Regions from separate parts of the Mus musculus genome. Here regions 2, 3, 4, 5, 6 and 7 are each linked to region 1. The links are chromatin contacts, called in public HiCAR-type and promoter capture Hi-C maps. All regions are on one chromosome and are shown on one strand. Each heading gives the region's core, a stretch centred on a gene start, on an enhancer-like site or on the middle of the called end of the contact. The rest is flanking DNA. Distances are from core to core; before and after follow the strand shown.

Region 1 (2,757 bases), core at 109-2,608:
AAGGAAATGGAGACGGCAGTGTATTGTTTCAGTGGTCTAGTGAACTAGACTCAGTATTCCTTCAGACTGTACTGGAAAACTGTCCTGTCAGATTTCCCCATACCAGAGGTTGTGCGACCATACGCCTTTAGATGGTACAGGTACATGACAGGAGAGAGGGGCTAGTACAACCCGTGTCAAGATGAAGAGATGCCAGAAAGCAGCCCTCTTATTACTCACAAATCCTGCCCAGGGACTAGAGGACATCAAAACTCAAAAAAGCATGCACAGAGTCTTGAACCATGGGATCTAACACATCTCTACTATTAGTTTTCCTCTTAGGAGAGAAGTTGATAATGACACAGTGATTTTGAGTAAGGCCATTTCTCCTGAGTCACCATGTTAATTACTGTACTTCCACACCACTTCCTAGTTTAGTCTGAGGTTTTCTGTCACTAAACACTAGTAGTTGCTTTGTTGAATAATTCAAAACAAAGGCTACCTTCCATACCTCAACAGCTAAGATAAAACAAATTTGAATTTATATGCAGTAGGTGTTAAGTTTTTATCTCATTACCAAGGTTCGGAGGGCAGTAAGGTCTTAAGTGTTGTGCAACCAATGACCTTAACCCACAAAAACTAGCTGTCAGTCCTACTGAACAGAACATTTAGTTTATGTAAGGGACAGAGCATTAGTACTCTATCTTGGGTTAGACGGGCCGTAAGCTGGGGTTGGGTTAAAGAACTGTCTCCATTCCTCTACGTCTCAAGTGCCTTTTCTTATGGAGAAGGGCTGAAATTCTGCAGGCTGCCACAACAGTACAGCGCTCCGTGACCTTGGGACAACAATGGCTTACTGGTTCTTAGAAGTCACGTTAAACTAGTGTGTGAGCAGCTCTTGAGAAGGGCGAATGCTTTGCATAGAAACTAAACTCCCACGATCAGTGAAGAATCTGTACTACTTTAATATCAAGGTAGCGACCCTCTTGGAGCTCGCCTTTGTGGCCAGATGACTCCCTGGGGGACCCGCCCGGAACCTATGGCTTCACCTAGTCGTGAGCTGGCGCCATTCCCCAGATCCCCCGGGAAGGGCTCGTCCAGACGCAAAAGAAGCGAGGAAGAAACCTTTTTACAAGGCTGGCCGTGGCGGGCCTCGGCTATAACCCCAGCTCTCAGGAGGAAGCTGAGGGATGCCCGCGAGTTCCAGGTCAGCCTGCGTTTCAGTGTGAGACGCAGCTCTCCCCACGCCCGGAAGCCCTCGCCTAAGGCATACTTCACCACCAGCAGGTCTGGGGTCCAGACGACAGCTTGCTCAGACCGCCTCACTCCAGCGCTTTGCGGCACCACGGCCGTAAATGCTCCGACCGTCTGCCGGAAGTGGGCGGAGCTGAGAGGCGGGGGTGGGCTCAGGGCGGGACTACAGGCAGCAGTGTATGGGACTCGAGGCCGCTTTCTTTGCTGGGGCGGGGCATCAGGCGGAAATGGGCGGGATTAGGTAAAAGCCGCGATGTGGGCGTACCTTATGTGGGAAGTGTGGCTTGTGTAACCAGTCTACGACTTGGGCAGTACTCACCGGAAGACTACAGTGCGATTGCGCAGGTTGTCCTTCGCAAAACACTGGGAGTTGTGAGTGGGCGTGGCCTGTCGTCTTGACAACCGTGAGCGTTCCTGCTCTGCAGAGTTCACTTATCCCTAAGCAAAGTTCCTGCTTCTGTCATGGTAAGCCAGGAAAGTGAGGGAGACAGGAAAGGGGCAAGTGCGGATTCCACTTCAGCGCTGTCGAGGGAGGGCAGGCAGACAGGGGCAGTGCGATCCAGAGGTGGCGAGATCCAGATCTTTGCAGTGACTAAACTTTACTAGCTTCCGGTGATGTACATTCCCACTTTGGCTCTGACTGCCTTGTCAGAAAAGTTTTCATTCCAACGCAGAACAATATGGAGCAAATTTCGTGTGTTGTTTCCCATTCTCCATCAAGAGATCATCAATTATCACACTCGTTGAGGGGAGATTCAGAGTGCATTATTTGTGTTTGCTGGCTGGAAGCCAGAGACACACAAAGGAGAATATTACAGCCCTCCGGCTCTGTCAGTTAAGCAGAATATCAGACACAAGCTTTACCAAGGTAACAGCTGGTGTATCTAAAGCGGAGTAATCAAGCTATTAAGGGTAGGAGAGAAGAAAAGATTGGTGCTTTTCAGTCTCTTTTAAGATATAAGTATGTATTTTCTGTAAGTGGTGGGAAGAAATGGGTAGTGAAGGCCTCCCCTGGCAAGACCCCCAATGGGTCATCAGCCAAGTTAAGACTGCTGGCAAATTACAAGAACAAGCACGTATTTGCTACATCGAAAGGTGGATTTAATTTCTTTTTCCTATCTACATAGCACTGTTTCTCAAAGACTTCCAAGCCATTTGGGGGAATATTTAAAATGTAGATTCCAGGAGGTTGCAGCTTCAAACCTAACTGTATCATGGGGCTTCCAGGAAACAAAGTACCATAAACATGTTTGCTTAAACAGTAGAAACTGCTTACCTCACCATTCTGGAGACTGAACATCTGGGGTCAGGGTGTCAGCATGGGGGCAGGGATTTATTCAGATCTCTCTTCTACTTCTAAATAGTTCTTTAGTGTGTAGCAGTGTAAACTCATTTTTTTCATACGATGCTTATTTTCTTCATGAGGGTCTGTATCCAAGATTCCTCTTTGTAACCTGTACCAGCCATATTGAGCCAGAGGCCTGTCCAGTTCCAGTATCAGCTCTTCTTAATTGGGTGAAATAA
Region 2 (2,757 bases), core at 154-2,653, 2.0 Mb after region 1:
GACTTTATCCACGAAGCCATCTCACCGGGTCCAATTAACATTATATCATACATCAGTCTCTTGAGCCTGATAGTCATCCCTGAAGACTCTAGATGTCTGTTTCCGTACCAGCCATGTAAGCTCAGGGAACTGACTGACACCGGGCAGGAGCGACTCATGCAGCCCCCACTCTGACATCAGGATGTGCTGTAGGCAAACCTCTTACATGGTTGTAAGCCGTGATTTGAGGGCTCTGTCTGTATTCACTGGCGCTCCTTTAGAGAGTTACTGAAGGAGTTGTGAACCAGAAAGGAGCCAGAAGGAAACAACCAATTTATTAACCTGAGTGACTACTTAGTCCTAGAAACTCTGGTACAGGGTAAAGCAGTTAGAACCCACGGGGCCGCAGGCAAAGTGACTCTAGATACAACTGAGTCAAGGCTGCCTTCCAACTATGACCCCTGTGTTAGGGTCAGCTCCAGGTAAGAGGCTCAAAGGAGCCGACTCAACATATTAAGATTCCCTGCTGTGTGCTGCAAGTCTGTAGTCAGAACTGGTCATATGCAAGCCGCTTCGTGGGTTACACAATGGCCTCATTCATCTTGAATCCTTCACAGAAACCCTGTGTCTGTCCCACCGAGTCTGAACGACTTCATCTACATATCCAATCCACAGAAACCCTGTGTCTGTCCCACCAAGTCTGAGCGACTTCATCTACACATCCTAGCTTTGTTTTCATCCTGTCCTCCAAGTCCCTGGGACACAACCTGTGATCTGTTTGCTAACAAGAACCAACTCTCTCATTAAGTCAGATTTAAAAAAAAAAAAAAATTCACCACAAGGATGGAAGTCAGCAGCTCATGGTCCTCCAGAGGCCCGCAGCAAGGAAGTGGTTAAACGATTAAAAACGCAAAATGCAATGCAGCAAGCTGTGTACAATTAACCAGAATTCAAATATACACCTTGTTCCAATCCCAGGCATTTATCAGATAAAAATAGTCTTCTACAAGAATGTCATGATTAATGAGGTGAGACTCCAGCTAATTACTGTTTCCTCCAGAAGTAATTAGGTTGGCATCGCTAATCAAGATGAATGAACGCTCTGACCCGCTTTTTTAAATGTAAAACTCAGAGTTCCGACCACAATCTCAGCATTTAGTTCAGGCAATGTAGTCTTTATTAGGCTTGTAGTTTGATTAAATTCTTTTGTTACACCAGGCCTTCCACACATGAACACAGGAACGCGGAGATGTTCAAAGAGTTTTTCACCCTTAATTAAAGACCGCAAAGCCTTGTTCCATTCACGGGGCAATACATAGGACAGGTCTAAATTGATAGCTTTTAAGTAGAGCGTAAGGAATAAGAAAAGGCGCTTTAGCGCTAGCCCAGCTGAGAGAAGTCTTCCCCCACCCTCCTCCCAGAACTGCACTTGTTATGGTGGAGAAATAAAAGGGAAACAATTTTGTTATATTTTATTAAGCAGCTTTTTTTTTTTCACTTTCTCGCGGCCCCTCTTAAGGAAGGTAGGGCATGTGTCTAGCTTTATTCTTTTGTCTAATGAGTTTTGAGTAAGGGAGGGAGGAAACACGATCCAATTAGTCCCATCAGTAAAGCGCTCCTCAGTGTGGACCACAGGTGCCTTTAGAAGCAGGCCCTGTATTGCGGTCTCCTGCCTCTGACTGGAAAGCGACTTATTCCCATTCCTGACCCACGGTGCCGGTAAAGTAAAAAATGTTTGTTTTCAAGATGTAATTGCGCTTTGTTTTCTGTTGAGCAAAGAGACTAACTCAGTTTGCGGCTAAATGTATCAAATCAGTTCTCCACAGGATGGTGTATCAGTATTTCACAAAATGTGACAGTATCTTCACCCCCGAATTCGCTAACTGGAGGCTAAAATCAGGTCTTGGCACATTCACCCTCCCTCACACTTAATAGCTTCCCGGCTCCCTCCCGCCCTCTCCCCCTTCACCGGTTGCTGTCTATTTCCTGTTTGCTCTCCCTTCTCCATAGTTACTCCATGGGAGTGGGACCCTCCTCTCGCCCTTCCTCTGCCAGTTGGTTTATGTTTCCACTTGCCAGGTTGGGAAATCCTATTTTTATATCTTCTACTTAATTATATTCCCAGTCTAGAATGTGCTGTCTCCTCTGATTGATGTACTTGGACCGCCCGCTGTTTTGTTTTTTTGTTGTTTTTTTTTTTCCTGCGACTCTGCATACAGGAGGATAAAATAATCTTAAATTTTGACACCTCGCCTAGGTTTAGGAATCTGTTTCTTTTTCGGGGGCTTTTCCCTGTTGTAGAATTTCATAAATGGCTTTGGCATTAGTAATTCCTTTTTTTTTTTTTAATCTCGTCTTCAATTAGAAAGACATATTAACACAGCCGACCTCCAGGTTCTGTCTACCCCGTATGGGGCTGCTAGGATCCTGCCGAAGAGCCGCAAAAGCCAGCCAGTCTAAGTAAGGGACAAAGGGGTGGGAAAATGGGCCACAAAGCCACACTGTTCCAACAGAGAGCCCAGACACCAATGCCCGCCCCCGGCACAGGGACAGGGACGGGTAACTGTGTCAGGATGTGGCCTGCTGCTCCGGGGTATTGTCAAGTTGTCATTCTGCACGGCACTTGGTTCTCTTTCTCGATTTTCCAGTTGGGTTTAGAATCCGTCATAGTTCCATGTCATTTACTTACTCCATCATTATTCTACACCAGGCTGCCTTTCTTAAATGCGGCTCCACTCGCGTCGCTGGGGAGCGTTAGATTTTTGTCCTAGGATGAAT
Region 3 (2,757 bases), core at 192-2,691, 1.5 Mb before region 1:
TGATCAAAATATATTTAAAATTTAAAACTGTTTTAAATAATAAAAACTGCAGAGAACACCTTTTTATTTAGACAGCCTTAGTTTCTATTCTTTGGCTTATTTGTAAGCAAACTCAAGAAAACAAGTGCTGAGACTTCCAGTATTCTATTTAATGTGGTTTTTCTGAGTCTAATTTGTTCATTACTTAACAGCAAGGCCTTTCAAAAGAGCACGGAAACTACACCGAACTATGCTTCTCATTCTAAACACATCCCAACAAATGGGATGCCTAATCGGGCCTCTAACTAGGAGAAAAAACGCTCAGCAGAGCGAAGGCAAATACCAAACTTTTATCCCTTGTACTTCTTCTGAGACCAGGATTTTCCAAATAAAAGTACTTTTATGACCTCGCGCAATATCATAATTTATCGTATATTTAACTAAATTATCTCCCCAAATAGACACAAGAGCAACTAACTCAAATAAAGTGCCTCTTGGCCACGAGGGAAAGAGCATAATAAACTTAATTGTTTTATATATCCTGAGGCGTAAGAGAAAAACCTTTCCATTTAGGCTTGTGCGTGAGACATCAAGACAACTTGATATGCAAATTGCAAGGCTTATTGACTTAAAGTAGGGAGACCTGACCGATTTAAGCCACGACTGCCAAATAAGGGGTAATCACCACCTTAAAACCATTGAACTTTGTTCGCCTGGCTTCTTGGCAGTCGTGTGGCTAATACCAGAGCCAAATCCATAAGTGGCTTCTACCGAAACGCGTCCCAAGTTGCAGAGGAGCCGGAGAGCGCGCCGGCTCTGCACCGAGTGAGTCCCGAGGGGCGGCAGCAGCGCACCTCTACACCAGCCGCTGCTCCAGACCCACCTCGCATCTCTTCACCGCGTTTCTCCAAACTTCGGGACCCAAGAGCGACCCCGCAACAGAGAAAGTAGCATCGGTGACAGGGACGCCGCGGCTCGGGCACAGTTTGCCGTCGCTGTGCACCGGCAACTTTGTGCCGGCGAGCCGTGCCCTCTGCGTCCGGAGGGGACGGGAAGGTGGGCCCGGAGCAGGACGCGCGCGGGGCTGGCGGCTCCGCTCCCGGTACGCAGGCTGCCGCACCCGGCTCGGCGAAGGCCCCGGTGACTGACAGGCGGTGGGGGCGCGGCCCCGCCTGCAGCCCGGGGACGCCGCGCACGGCCGCGGTTCTCCGCTCCGCCAGGGACACCTGGGCTGGGCGCCGCGGGCTGTACCGCGCCAAGCCCCTCACACCTCCCCGCAGCGAGCGCCGCCCTAGCCCCGCGGCCCTGCCCCGCGCCGGCGCCGGTGCCCTCGCCCGCTCTCACCTGCCGGTGTCGCCCGCGCCCGCTCAGCCTCCTCCTCAGTCACCGCAGCCCGCGGCGCGCGTCTCTCGCGCCAGGCCCCGCCTCGTCCCGCCCCGTGAGGCGGTGCCAAAGCGGCCGCGCCAGAATCTCGCGAGACTTGATCTCCTAGATTTTTTTTTTTAAAGGGGTCGCCCCTGACGTCATACGCACCCAGGCGGAAGTGTCCTTCTGGCGTCAGCGCCAGTACCGACCCCCACCTTCGCGGGCGGAAGTGTAGGTTGGTCCAGGAACCTGAGCTCAGTCTAATCACTACTGGGCGTTGTAACGTTCTTGTCTCATGGCCCTCTCCAGTTCTAACTGGTTCTGCCTGACCCTGAGAGAGGCCTGGTGTGATGGAGCTCTCCTCAAGGCAATGCAAAGATGGCTCCATAGAGGAGAGATCACCAATGTAGCAGCTCTGTGACTTCCACGTCTCTATAACTGAACCCGAAAGGCTTAGGAGGATTTAGAATTTAGGAAGACCACAAGAAACTTACCAGCATACATGAAAATTTGCTAAACTTACCTGAAAAATCCCAGAGCAGTTGACAACATAACATACAGCATTAGGCTAGAAAATTGTCGTCGTCATTGTCTCTTCCCTTCGCATCAAAGGTAGGCAGGCAAACTTCAGGACCCGCGGACTAGCCAAACACTATACACTGTGTGTCCTACACACACCTACTCTTAATTTATACATCCAGCACAGTAAGAGATTAACAACCGAACCATAGATTTAAGCAACCTCAACAACATTTACTTTAAAAAAACAAACAAACAAACAAACTTTGACGCCAGGTACAGTGTTTCATGCATGTAATCCCATCACCAAGGAGGCTGAGGCAGAAGCTGCGGCAAGTTTGAGACCAGCCTGGGCTACATAGTGAGTTTGAGCCCAGCTAGAGCTACAGAGTGAGACCCAGTCTTAACAATACAAAAGCAGGCTAAATCTTATCTTTGATGTAGACAGCCAGCTGCTCTTGTGCTTTGGGGCTATTATGAAATAAAATGAGGATTATTGGAACAAGGACCATGCCTCCCAGGGGGCCAGGAGTTTCACATACACAACATTGACACTCCAGAGGAACTGCTAGCGTCCTGGGAGCAACACAGTGAGGGGAGTGAGAGACTTCATTGGCTACTTAGAACGGCATTTTCAGTTTAAAACTGGTGAATCATTTATTTCTGGAATTTTCCACTTCATAATTTTGGAACATGGTTGACTGTGGGTACTGCCAAAGTGAATCTGTGGATAAAGGGAGAAGAGTGTGTGATATTTAGAAAATCACTTTCCCATGGAGAACACAGGGGAGAGTTTTGGGAAAGTGACAAGAGTTTTGCTTTTTAAGATAAAACTGGTCTTTGAGTAAGACAAACCAATATTCCCAATCACTATTAACAAATCCATTCTTGGAG
Region 4 (2,757 bases), core at 156-2,655, 1.2 Mb before region 1:
TGAAGTTAAGTCATTCAGAAGAACACGATGAGCTTATGATTGTTGTAGAAACAGAGTCCAAGGCAAGCAGAGCACTTCCTGTGGGGCTTCAGCAAGCGATTGTGCACCGAGCATGCGCAGTGGGGCTTCTGCAAGCGCTTGTACACCGAGCATGCGCAGTGGGGCTTCAGCAAGCGATTGTACACCGAGCATGCACAGTTGTAAGCCACTGAAGACCAGGCTCTACATTATGGTGAATGTAGAAAGCATCAACGCTTAGGACAGCACTGGAGGATACACGTGGGTTTTATTCTGCAAGACCATGAGTAGCCGAGGTTAAAAGATGCCCTTCCTCAGCATGAGGAGACTCGCCACACAGTGTTAGAAGATGCAGATTAACTTTCCAGAAACATAGAGGGCCAGAAAACCAGGGTTGAAATGTAGAAATAAGCATTTAATTACAGGACGGGTAATTCAGACATTTGGACTTTATGTGATTGCAGACTTGTCACCTGTCTCTCTGTAATGTCACTTCCTTGGGACACATGAGTTAGTCAGTCAAGGTGAAGGTGGCAGATGCGGACTGTACAACTGTGCAGACGCTGTGACTTAGAGACCTTAAGTTCGGGACCGTGCCTGTGGGAGAGAAAACAACGTCATCTGAGGAACGGCTAACACAGCCTTGGAACCAATCCTGCCCCGTGGGAAGGGCAACACTCGGGCATCTCTGCTCCCCATTCACTGCTTCAGACATTTCCACACTGTGGAGCTCAGTCACTAAAGCAACAACTTGGTATTTCTTTCCAAAGCAAGACAAAGCAAAGAATGTAAAATAATTTTGTTAAAGATTTCACATGGCCTTTGGCTTGGCAAGCCAGGGTCTCATTTTGTTTGGACTCGAACTTGCTATTTTTCAGAGACTGGCTTTGAACTCCTGATACTCCTGCCTCACCTTCCAAGTGCGTGCCGCCACACCTGGCTGTCATATTTCCTTCTAGAGTAGCTTACTTGGGAGTTGGGGAGAGCTCAGTGAATAAGCTGCTTGCCTTGAAAGCACGGGGTTCTTGCCATTCGGGACTTACCTGAGAAGGGCCAGGCGTGGGGGCCTGTGCTTGTAATCCTACCATTGGGTAAATGGAGACAGGCTCTGTGGCCAGCCAGCCTAGCCCATCAGGAGGGCTCTAAGCCAGTGAAATACAGTGTCAATTAAAAAAAGAAGTGAGTGATGTACACCACACACACACACACACACACACACACACACACACCCCAGTGAAGAAAATGGGCTCGCTTATTTGTTTGTAACTAGGTCAAGCGTCCACTAGATGGCACTAAACCCCTACTTCCTAACTCCAATACTCCTAGGAACAGTTAATAAAAAAAACCACTAAAGTGCTGGAAGAGGACAGTCTTGGCGTCCCATGCTCTGAGAGTGAGGAGGCAGGAGGCCAGGATTGTCTGCAGCAGCAGCAGCTGTAAAGTTGAGTCTGAGGCCCACATAGAAGACACTTTCTAGAAAAAAAATAAATAAAAAGAAAAGAAACAAACACCAACTAAAACAAAACCCCAAAAGCAAAACAACAGCAGCTAGCTAGGGAAATGGCTCAGCTGGGAGATTGCTTAAGCAGATGACGGCTATCCCTGGGACCTGCAGTGTGGTTGGCGCTCCTCGCTCAGGTTGCCAAAGGGTCTGGTGCCCTCTTCTGGTCTCTACAAGTACTGCACCTGCATTCAGGAACCCACTTGTGCCCCCACCTTCACCCCCACCCCCAAAGGACTAGAAAGCAAGACTATGAGCGTGAATCATGGGCTTCTGTGATTTCAGTCTGTTTCCTTCTGTTGTGTGAGTGTAAGACTGCTGGCATCCTGCATCTGACTCGGTACAGTTAGCGAGACTCTTGTGGCGACCTGACTTTCTCTTCTGCACACTGCACTTTAATTGTGTGTTTTGATGAAGGCTACCTGTCGATATTGCCAGTAACCACTACATTCTCTCATCCACTCTCTCCACCTTGTGGACCCTGAATTTGATCTTGGCTATCTCACGGTCTTATAAATGCATGAAATATTCTTAGAACTCGGGTCATTTCCCCACAGTGACACCTCTCCTCCCCGGTTATAGGCATCACAACTTGGGAATCAAGATAAGCATATCTTTCCATGGCAGTTTCTACACTTAGATGCTGATGACTGTAAACATATAAGACTGATGTAAACATCATTCATTTAACAGCCTCTTTCGTGCGGCATGATCTTCCCTTTAGCTTAAAAGCCTCTGAGGTCCCGGGAAATCTTTCCTTCAGCATAAGAGCCTATCTGTGGAGTCGTTCTGTTTTGGCTCACACCTTTCTGTTTGCTGGAGGCAGGAGAGGAGATGTTGCAGTCTCTTGGGGTGTGGCTTGCATTCCTCAGACCTGTCACACATGGCTCTGTGTGACATTCCCGTCAGTAGCCCACATCTCATCTGTGAAGAATTAAGGATTAAGAACATTTCTCAGAAGGGGAATTGTGAAGTTAAATGAATGAACTCTCAAAAGCATTTTTAAAGAAACATCACACAAGAGGTTCTGCAAACTCAAATTAGTCCTACTTCTCTTACTTGTGGTGATCTCTCTCCCTTATCTCCTGATTAAAATTCAACCTGCCCTTTAATGGTTTCCTTGAACACCAGGAATAATTATTTTTTTTAATTTTATGCATATGAGTATACTGTACTGTATGTATGTCACTGTTTTCAGACACACCAGAAGAGGTCATCAGATCCCATTACAGATGGTT
Region 5 (2,757 bases), core at 87-2,586, 1.2 Mb before region 1:
ATATTTTTATATAAATATAATAAATAACGATTAAAATAATTAGCTTTTGTATCAACTACATATGGCCTCAAGGAAAAGCCTTAAAGACATACCTATCATAGCACTAATTAATTAACAGTAATTGGCATTCCATGCTGAGTTGGGAAAGGAAACCTGAAGACATAGTGTGGCTGAGATCCACAGAATGTCTGAAAACAGTGTTTTCATGAAATAAGGTAAAGGTCTCAGGTCTCAGGGACAAAGTCTTTCTGACAGCAGTAAATTGTTTCCAGAAAGCATTTGATTTCAGGGACTTTTAGGACCTTGAGTGAGTTATGAGCACATTAACTGCTGTGCCCAACTTTTTATTTCATAATATAAATACAGAATAATCCAAGGTCTAGGGAACATAAAATTCTTCTTTTCAAAAATAATATTATTTTTTGAGAACTTCATACATAAATACTGACTGCATTTATCTTACATCTGCCTCACCCTCTCCCCTTCCAAGTTCTCTCTCCTCCAAATTCATGATTTCCCCTATCATTATTATAGGTATATATATATATGTATATATATATGTATGTATATATATATATGTATGTATGTGTATATATATATATATATATATATATATATATATATATATATATATATGTATACACACACACACACACACACACACACACACACACACACAACCTACTGAGTTCACTTAGTGTTCCTCATTTGTGTCCGGTGTTGACCACTTGGTATTGGACAACCTGTGTGGGACCTGGTCCCTGGAGCAGGCACCATATCACCTCTAGCTCTTCTCTTGAGGGTGGGGTCATGTGGAATTTCCCTTATTCAAGTTTGCATGTCAACTGGACCTGTCCTTACACTGATCTTGCTCAGGCAACTGTGTTGTTTAGAGTTCATAGGTCACACATGAAAGGCACAGTCTCACAGCAGACTCTCAAGAGTCTTCTGGCCTTACAATCTTTCCACCTCCTCTTCTGTGACTTTCTGTGTCTTAGGTATAGGGGATGTGTGTAGTTGTATTAATCAGACATGGGCACCCCAGGGCCAAGCAGTCACTGTATTTTGACCAGTTGTGGATCCCTGAAATAATCTACACCTATTGCAAAAAGAAATTTGAGAACATAAAAGTCTCCTGGAAACATACGGTCATATTTCATGAACTCCAAGGGACAGTTCCTTTCCACGTTGAATTCTTGTCTCGAGGCTCATGGCCTTGATCACATGATCCTTCTCAGAGAACGCTCTCAGCCTGCTGGCTTCTCTCCGCAGTCAGGGCTACCTCCTCATACTTCTTTCCCATGCTCCCTGACCTAGCAAGAATTTGGCTCCCTGTGAGAGATGGGGTGTGTGGGTGTGGGGACATCTCCAGAATCTCTCTTGTGGCTTCTTGTTAATGCATTCATTCCTGTGGCCATTTATCTGCATACTGTGAGGGGGTGAAGGGGCTCAGAGAGAATTTCATGTATTTAGAATCACGGTTGCATATGTATTTGGAGTTATTTCCTTTTGCCTATAACAAGGCGAGAGTGACATTTGGAAACCATTACCTGATGTAAATTTCAGGTTAAAAAAATTGTACATGTCCTTTATATTGTTTTAATTTGGGGAAGTTACCAAAAAAAAATAACAGAATACTAAAAACATATAGAAAACATATTTTAATTGATCTGAATATTTCTGTGTAGGTTCATACAAATACCTAAGTATTTACCATCTTAATAAAATACAATTTCTAAATAAAATCCATTATGATATTGATGTAGTGGATTTGTCCTTGACTTTGCAAGCAGCGGGGTTTGGTTTGTTTGTGTTCATCACCCAGGACGAGCAACCACTAATGTCCTCCCCCACTAAGCAGGAAGCGGGCAGCCTTTGCATTAGTTCCAGTCACACATTTCTACGGTGTTTTAAAGTCTGTGTTATCTGTAAAAAAATGCAAATATGGTGCAAAGCATGCGCGTGTGTCCATCAAAACAGGAGGATTTTTTTTTTTATTCCTCTAGGTGTTTGGGATCCTTAAAGCACCTTTCAAGGAGAAGGCTGGAGAAGGTTCGATGCTGAGGCTGGAGGACCTGGGCGACCAGCGCTACGCCCCGTACAAGTATGTGCTGCGTCTCTGCTACCGTGTGCTGCGGCATTCGCAGCAGGACTACAGGAAGAACCAGGTGGGTCTGGAGCCTCAGCATTGGCTTTGGTGGCTGTTAAAGTGCACACTGGAGGAGGAAGAAACTGGACTTTGCAAGGATGGGTTGTATGTGGCAGCTCATAGAACCACCTATAAGAACTGTGGAGTTAAACAGGTGTTCTTTCTTAGGACTTAGACTCGATGGTGGGATGTGCATATCTATCTTCTGGGTATGGCATGGTGTTGCGTTCATGAACACATAGCAGATGTGGCTACCCGCATAAGGCTTGCACACACAAAAAGATAGGACTAACTGGGGGGAAGAAGTGGGATCTTTCAGGAGTGAGAGTCATAAAGAGAGGGTAATGGAGGGCAGATATGGCCACAGTATACTGTATATGTGTGTGGATATGACCATAGTATACTGTATATGTGTGTGGAGCAGTCAGGGCATGGTGCCACACACCTTTAATCTCAGTACTTGGGAGGCAGAGGCAGGCAGATTTCTGAGTTCGAGGCCAGCATGGTCTACAAAGTGAGTTCCTGGACAGCCAGGACTACACAGAGAAACCCTGTCTCAAAAACAAAACAAAACAAAACAAAACAAAAACAAAGACAAAAAAACCAAG
Region 6 (2,757 bases), core at 154-2,653, 1.1 Mb before region 1:
CCGTAGTTTGTTATCATTCATCTTTTTACACATATTTAGATACCCTGGTTGCTGATAACATAATTTCTCCCATAAATGAAGCTTTAAATTTATTCTAGAGGAAAAAAGATGACTCTCATTTAAGCCATCTTTAAAAACTGGCAGAAATCGGGTCCGCATAGTTAACTCTCTCAGAATTCTTAGCTTTTATTTCCTTAGATGATGAGAATACAAATGTCCTTAGCTCTGTTATATAAACATTGTAACACATCACTTCACCAAGTCAAGAAAGTAGCTTCTTTTGATGTTGTCTTTAGCTTTATGCAGGAGAAGCCAGGCATTTCTTCCATCCTTAAGTGTCCATGATGGAAGAAAGTAAGGCGCCTCAGGAACCCGTGCGTGATATGTGCTCTCCTTTGCTACCATGTCCCTGGCGTGTATTGTTGTGAAGTTTCTTTTTCAGAAATGGATTAAGAGCAACCACAATGAGAAAGTACATCTCAGAATTACTGAAGTTCATTTTTATTACAGACCTCAGGTAGCCCGAGGAGACAAAATGTTTACCCTGTACCTTTCTAGAAAGGGGAACAAGAATTAAGGTTTAACAGAACCCCAAGATCCACAGTTCCGTGCTAGCCTAGGCTACATAGTGTGACTCTGTGTAGGGGAGGAGGGTGAGAGAGAGGGAAGGGAGGCTGGGGAGGGAATGGAGGGAGGACCGGAGCCCCCAAAGACTTACTGTTTAGTGAACATTTGGTGTAAGCTTATTTTCTGCTGTGATACTGGCCTTTGTTATGATTTTCTATTGCAATATTTTATTATTCTGGGGCAAAAAGATAAAGGCAGTCTGATTTTCTTTTCTTTTTTTAAAATATAGCCTTTTCAGACTTTTCTTTTTAAAAAAAATTTTATTTATTTTATGTATGTGAGTACACTGTCCTGTCACTGTCTTTAGACACACCAGAAGAGGGCATCAGAACTCATTACAAATGGTTGTGAGCCACCATGTGGTTGCTGGGAATTGAACTCAGGACCTTTGGAAAAGCAGTCAGTGCTCTTAACTGAGCCATCTCTCCAGCTCCTGTGATTTTATTGTCAAATGCAGACATGAGCTGCATAATGACCCTGGCCAGTGACACCCCAGGTGTAAAATAGCAAGAACTGAAAGATTCCCGGAGACAGTGACCTCATAGCCACCCTGCTGTCAGATCACAGTGTGTTAGTCAGGAGTCTGGAGAAGTGTGTGGGAACCACCACACAGCTGGCTGTGTCAGTGTGTGGCATGTGCAGTCACACGCAGAATGTAGCACTTGCAAGTGATAGTTACTGGTTTATGTGTTGAGTATACTTTGTCTCTCTGTGTGTATCTGTGTGTAAGAGTATGCATTTGTGTATGTGTCTGTTTGAGTCTATATGTGTATCTGTGTGTTTGTATGTATGTGTGTGTGTGTAAAAGAGTATGTGTGTATATGCATGACTCTGTGTGTGTCTGTATGTGTGTCTCTATGTGTATCTGTGTATGTATGTTGGTATGTGTGTATAAGAGTATGTATGTGACTCTGTGTGTCTCTGTGTGTATATATGCATGTGTATGTGACTCTGTGTGTGTGTGTGTGTGTGTGTGAGAGAGAGAGAGAGAGAGACAGAGAGGGAGAGAGAGAGAGAGAGAGAGAGAATGCACAACCGCGGCTTACATACCTTGTCTCCTGACTGTATTACTTCTCCTTTGCTTCAGTTACTTTTGTGCTGCTTTGTTAGCCCTGATCCAAGAATCAATAGATTATACTCTGTCAGTCTGTCTCTCTATCATCTATGTATCCATCCTCTATTTATATATCTCTCTATACCTATTATTTAAAAATCATCTGTCTGCCTATTATCTATGTATATTTATGTATCATGTGTATCAATTATCTGTCTGTGAGTGCAACTATCTATTGAGCTATCACTTCTCTGCCTACCAGTTCTAGTTATCATTCATCCATATGTACATCTATCTGTTGTCTGTGTCCTATCTCTATGAATCTGTAATCTGTCTCTCTGTCATCTCTCTCTTCCTCCCACCTATGGAACCCACATGTATTGCATAACACATATGCTAGGCTATACAGACTGGCACAATTGCACAACTGCCACCTATAACAGAGCCATCTGAGTATGTGCTTCAGAACACGGTGCAGCACCAGCAGCAACGCATGCCTTCAGATAGACCTTTCACCCAGTGAATCTTGTTCCCAGTCCCACTGTGCCAAGCACACAGAGCCCCAGGGGTGATGGCTGTGCACTGTGACTGTCCCTCCCCAACTGCCACGTGGTGATTTCTTGGGCTCTGGGGGAAACCAGCCATTGGTTGATTTCAAAAGGGGGACTCTGAGGGATAAAGGGGGACGAGTGGAAGGGCAAGGAAGACAAAGAAGATAGTGGGAAAATTTGAACAATGATCTACTTATGAAAATGTGATAATGAACCCCACTCCTTTATTTGTATGCTAACTAACAATTAATGAAGAATGATCTTGGGATTACTGAATGCCTGCACCTCCCTGTGTTGTTGATCGACTCTTGAGATTCTCCAGGAACCACCTTTGTCCCTGTCCCTCCATCAATGATAGGAGATTAAGAAGCAACAATGTCTTCCTTTTAATTTCCTGTTTTGGGAACACAAGGGATAAACGCTTAAAAACGTGATATAATTGAAATGACTTTAATATAGATATCATGTAATTTGTTGTTTTAGAATTACTTTTGGTTTTATAGAAAAGAAAAAACTCCAGTTCAG
Region 7 (2,757 bases), core at 139-2,638, 1.1 Mb before region 1:
GCTGTGGAGGAGGACAACTTTGTGAGTGAGGCTGGATTAAGCTTAGGTTTGAACCAGGCTTACTTGCCTATCTTGTCAGGCCTGGATTCATTTTTTAAGCATAAATTATTTGCACAAACTAATAGCATTATTTGTGACATACTTCTGAGTGTCTATAACATATTTTGGTTGCTCCAACTTCAACACCTGTGTATATGGCCTCCCTGCCTCCTTAGATGTCAGTGGGCAGACCATAGAGCAGGGCTACAATTGAGATGCAATATCACAAGTTACCAGTAGGCGTCACTGTTCCATAAATGATGTCTCTTGGAGTAGCTGAGTACAAACCTTTAAATTATATAAATGTTTTCATTTCTTCTCATTGATACTTTGAATTCTCACTATATAATTTTAAATATTCAAGCCAGGTGAGATCAAAACTGTTTCTACCTAAATCTAGTTCAGGTTTTATTCAGAATTCTAGTCATTGGTGTTATTTTAAACAACTCTTCCCCTGTTTAATTTTAGCTACTGTAATATTAAATCGCTTCCTTCGGTATTACTTTGGTATTTAATAAAGACATAGGTGCATCTTGGAATCCTGAAAAACACATGTTTGTCACTTCTTCTGTGTGTTTGTGGGTAGTCTCTGCTTTCTCTTCATGTGTCAAGTTCATACCATCGCAGGTTGCCTGCCAAGCTCTTGTTTTTGAAAATAGCAGGCACACATTGATTGCTTTATACCTGGGTTCAGGATCTTTGTATGTAGATAGACTTTTTTTTTAGAATGAGAATTCGAATACAGAAAAGGATAGGTGTCCATTTGGCATTCAGTGCTTTTTCACTAGGGCCCAGCATTAGCATAAGAGAAGGCCTGGGGGTGCGTAGATGCTCAGTCACATTCACCACACTCATGTGAGCTCAGCGTTAACAGAGTAGCATCACCAGGAAACTAGATATACTCATGATATCTCATGATAGTGCGTGTTCTGTCCAAGCGCTGGGAACAAACCATGTGTGTCTGGAGTTAGTTGTTCCTTGGGGCTCACATTTGGAGAAACACTTATGATTGACAATTGGTTATACTTACTATAACATCTTAAATAAATTATCCCAATGTAGCCACAATCTAAAAGTTTATTTGAAAGGGCAGGGGGAGAGTTGTACAGTGTACATTTGACACCTGCTTTTGCTGTGGCTTGTGGTGACTTCTGTCCTGATATGATCTGTATACAGTGTGATCACTTTTAAAAAAGACCTCTCCCTACTGGTAGGCAGGAAACCGTGTCTTGTGTTCACTGCCAAGAAAGTCCCCAGGCACATGACAACACATGTGTACACTGCATATCAGAGCTGCAGGGTGTGGTTGGAGGAGACACGGACGGCTGAGCCACTGAGGCGGCTCTGCCAGCAGCAGCCTGTGGTTATGTAACTCCTGCAGTGTCTGGCGCTGTGCTTCACTGGAGACAAGTCACGTGCTGTGCAATGCCATTGCCTGAAATTCAGTTGCTCTGAAGGATCCGTGAGTCTGCGTGAGAGAAGCTTTGGCCGCTCTGTACTAGAAAGCAGATGTTGATCGGCTGCACATAACTGATGAGTGTGCACACTAATTCCAGCAAGGACATTTGCTGTCTGTCTGTCTGTATCTCATTATGCTCCTGAAGAGAGAAAATTAAGTATTATGTAATACGGACAAATAATGAAGTGGAGGGAAGCAACTCAGTCCTCCTCACTAGAAAAACTTGTCCCACATCACTTAAAAATATTTTTATGATGATTCAGCAATTAATGCAACAACAACAACAACTATTCCTACTACTACTACAAAAGTAACATACTGGACATTATTTTTGGGAATTTGTGTAGGTAGCAACCAGTATTTTCCCCCAATGCGTGGTCTATGAAGGAAAAAGGAAATTTGCAAATTTTAAGGAACATTAGTGAGAAAAAATTAAATTATGAGTTCAAGTGGACTTTTCTTTTTAAAAGATTTTTATTTTATCTTTGTTTGTGTATGTGCATCTGCATATGCAGGTATCCACATGGGCCGTGGAGGGTGCCAGACCCTTGGGGCCTTTGTCCTTGTGGGGCCATCTTTCCGGCTCTTCAGATAACCTAGAAGGTTATCTGAAGTTAGAAACTTTGGGCAGATTTTACTTTCTTTGTGAGAGTTGTGGAATTGGGACCAGTCAGAAATTCACCCTTATTATATGGCTGAGACTTCAGATTGCATCTCTCAGAAGGAGATCTGGAGTCTGCAGGAAGGCAGCGGTCGGTCGGTGTAGGGAGAGAGGCTGAGGGTTCATTTATCTTCCCTGGGGCCTCACAGAGAACCCAGAATACAGCCAACTTGGGCTCAGCTCTCCTGACCGCCTCTGGCTTCCTGCCTGCAGGATTTCAGCAGTCAGACCGATGCTAATGGCTGTGAGTAGAAATCAAAGGCCCTGAAGCCCAGACTCAGTCCACTCTGCTGTGTCAACAGGGATTAGCTGTTCAGTTCTGTGATTTTGGGTAGGTTCCTCTTAAACTGTAACAAAACCAATGTTGTTCATTTTTTTCCCTCTTGCAAAAGGTCTTTTTATTTTTCTCTTATTCGTTAAAACCTCCGGATGGGAGTTTGTTGAAATCCCCATTTTTATTCCAACCTTATCGTACATATGTGGATTCTGCGTGTTGTTTTCTAACACACTCAAAATGAGATTATAACAATCAGCTCTTTCATAGATGATCTGACTTAGGCGGGACATTCGACACACGTGTGTGATTTACTTTCCTGTC

Evidence for each region. Promoter capture Hi-C pulls out the DNA fragments that hold promoters and counts their contacts. HiCAR-type assays count read pairs that join an accessible place to other places.
Region 2: a contact with region 1 is called in a promoter capture Hi-C map of stem cell-derived epiblast-like cells, with 7 times the contacts expected there. The contact joins the promoter of 4930407I02Rik here to the promoter of Etfrf1 in region 1. A contact is called at or near these places in 3 of 39 promoter capture datasets (cranial neural crest, hippocampal neurons and stem cell-derived epiblast-like cells) and 1 of 115 datasets of contacts at active chromatin or transcription factors (astrocytes).
Region 3: a contact with region 1 is called in a promoter capture Hi-C map of hippocampal neurons, with 3 times the contacts expected there. The contact joins the promoter of Stk38l here to the promoter of Etfrf1 in region 1. A contact is called at or near these places in 3 of 39 promoter capture datasets (hippocampal neurons, liver and pre-B cells) and 1 of 9 other capture datasets (liver).
Region 4: a HiCAR-type map of astrocytes shows a contact between it and region 1, with 4 times the contacts expected there. The contact joins the enhancer-like site here to the promoter of Etfrf1 in region 1. A contact is called at or near these places in 8 of 39 promoter capture datasets (the 3T3-L1 cell line, 3T3-L1-derived adipocytes, cranial neural crest and 5 more) and 1 of 115 datasets of contacts at active chromatin or transcription factors (astrocytes).
Region 5: a contact with region 1 is called in a promoter capture Hi-C map of cranial neural crest. The contact joins the enhancer-like site here to the promoter of Etfrf1 in region 1. A contact is called at or near these places in 5 of 39 promoter capture datasets (the 3T3-L1 cell line, cranial neural crest, hippocampal neurons and 2 more).
Region 6: a contact with region 1 is called in a promoter capture Hi-C map of hippocampal neurons, with 3 times the contacts expected there. The contact joins the enhancer-like site here to the promoter of Etfrf1 in region 1. A contact is called at or near these places in 4 of 39 promoter capture datasets (the 3T3-L1 cell line, 3T3-L1-derived adipocytes, cranial neural crest and 1 more), 3 of 115 datasets of contacts at active chromatin or transcription factors (the NIH/3T3 cell line, embryonic stem cells and epiblast stem cells) and 1 of 9 other capture datasets (embryonic stem cells).
Region 7: a contact with region 1 is called in a promoter capture Hi-C map of pre-B cells, with 5 times the contacts expected there. The contact joins the enhancer-like site here to the promoter of Etfrf1 in region 1. A contact is called at or near these places in 6 of 39 promoter capture datasets (the 3T3-L1 cell line, the C10 cell line, the HPC-7 cell line and 2 more), 1 of 484 Hi-C or Micro-C datasets (the G1E-ER4 cell line), 4 of 115 datasets of contacts at active chromatin or transcription factors (astrocytes, microglia, pro-B cells and 1 more) and 1 of 9 other capture datasets (adipose tissue).

What each region holds. Positions count from the first base shown.
Region 1 is chr6:145,209,748-145,212,504 of GRCm38.p6, reverse strand. It overlaps Etfrf1 (electron transfer flavoprotein regulatory factor 1), which reads right to left and starts at 1,358. Exons shown (of 3, transcript NM_133688.3): 1 at 1,253-1,358. It overlaps Casc1 (cancer susceptibility candidate 1), which reads left to right and starts at 1,535. Exons shown (of 16, transcript NM_177222.4): 1 at 1,535-1,698. The coding sequence starts at 1,696.
Region 2 is chr6:143,259,273-143,262,029 of GRCm38.p6, reverse strand. It overlaps 4930407I02Rik (a long non-coding RNA gene), which reads left to right and starts at 1,403. Exons shown (of 3, transcript XR_869574.1): 1 at 1,403-1,698. The region is part of intron 3 of D6Ertd474e (DNA segment, Chr 6, ERATO Doi 474, expressed); the gene reads right to left.
Region 3 is chr6:146,723,614-146,726,370 of GRCm38.p6, reverse strand. It overlaps Stk38l (serine/threonine kinase 38 like), which reads right to left and starts at 1,441. Exons shown (of 14, transcript NM_172734.3): 1 at 1,324-1,441.
Region 4 is chr6:146,408,944-146,411,700 of GRCm38.p6, reverse strand. The region is part of intron 9 of Itpr2 (inositol 1,4,5-triphosphate receptor 2); the gene reads left to right. Among named protein-coding and RNA genes, the nearest start is that of Itpr2, 92 kb to the left of the region's middle. Within about 2 kb of position 1,405, at least 171 of the 459 cell types and tissues checked have an H3K27ac peak or open chromatin away from gene starts, as enhancers often do. A contact at or near this core is called in astrocytes and liver, where this site is marked.
Region 5 is chr6:146,382,095-146,384,851 of GRCm38.p6, reverse strand. Itpr2 (inositol 1,4,5-triphosphate receptor 2) reads left to right here. Exons shown (of 57, transcript NM_019923.4): 15 at 2,007-2,168. Among named protein-coding and RNA genes, the nearest start is that of Itpr2, 120 kb to the left of the region's middle. Within about 2 kb of position 1,336, at least 1 of the 459 cell types and tissues checked has an H3K27ac peak or open chromatin away from gene starts, as enhancers often do.
Region 6 is chr6:146,347,212-146,349,968 of GRCm38.p6, reverse strand. It overlaps Itpr2 (inositol 1,4,5-triphosphate receptor 2), which reads left to right. Exons shown (of 57, transcript NM_019923.4): 25 at 2,736-2,757. Among named protein-coding and RNA genes, the nearest start is that of Gm35596, 130 kb to the right of the region's middle. Within about 2 kb of position 1,403, at least 5 of the 459 cell types and tissues checked have an H3K27ac peak or open chromatin away from gene starts, as enhancers often do.
Region 7 is chr6:146,269,957-146,272,713 of GRCm38.p6, reverse strand. All of the region lies in intron 37 of Itpr2 (inositol 1,4,5-triphosphate receptor 2), which reads left to right. Among named protein-coding and RNA genes, the nearest start is that of Gm35596, 52 kb to the right of the region's middle. Within about 2 kb of position 1,388, at least 182 of the 459 cell types and tissues checked have an H3K27ac peak or open chromatin away from gene starts, as enhancers often do. A contact at or near this core is called in the G1E-ER4 cell line, the HPC-7 cell line, adipose tissue and 4 more, where this site is marked.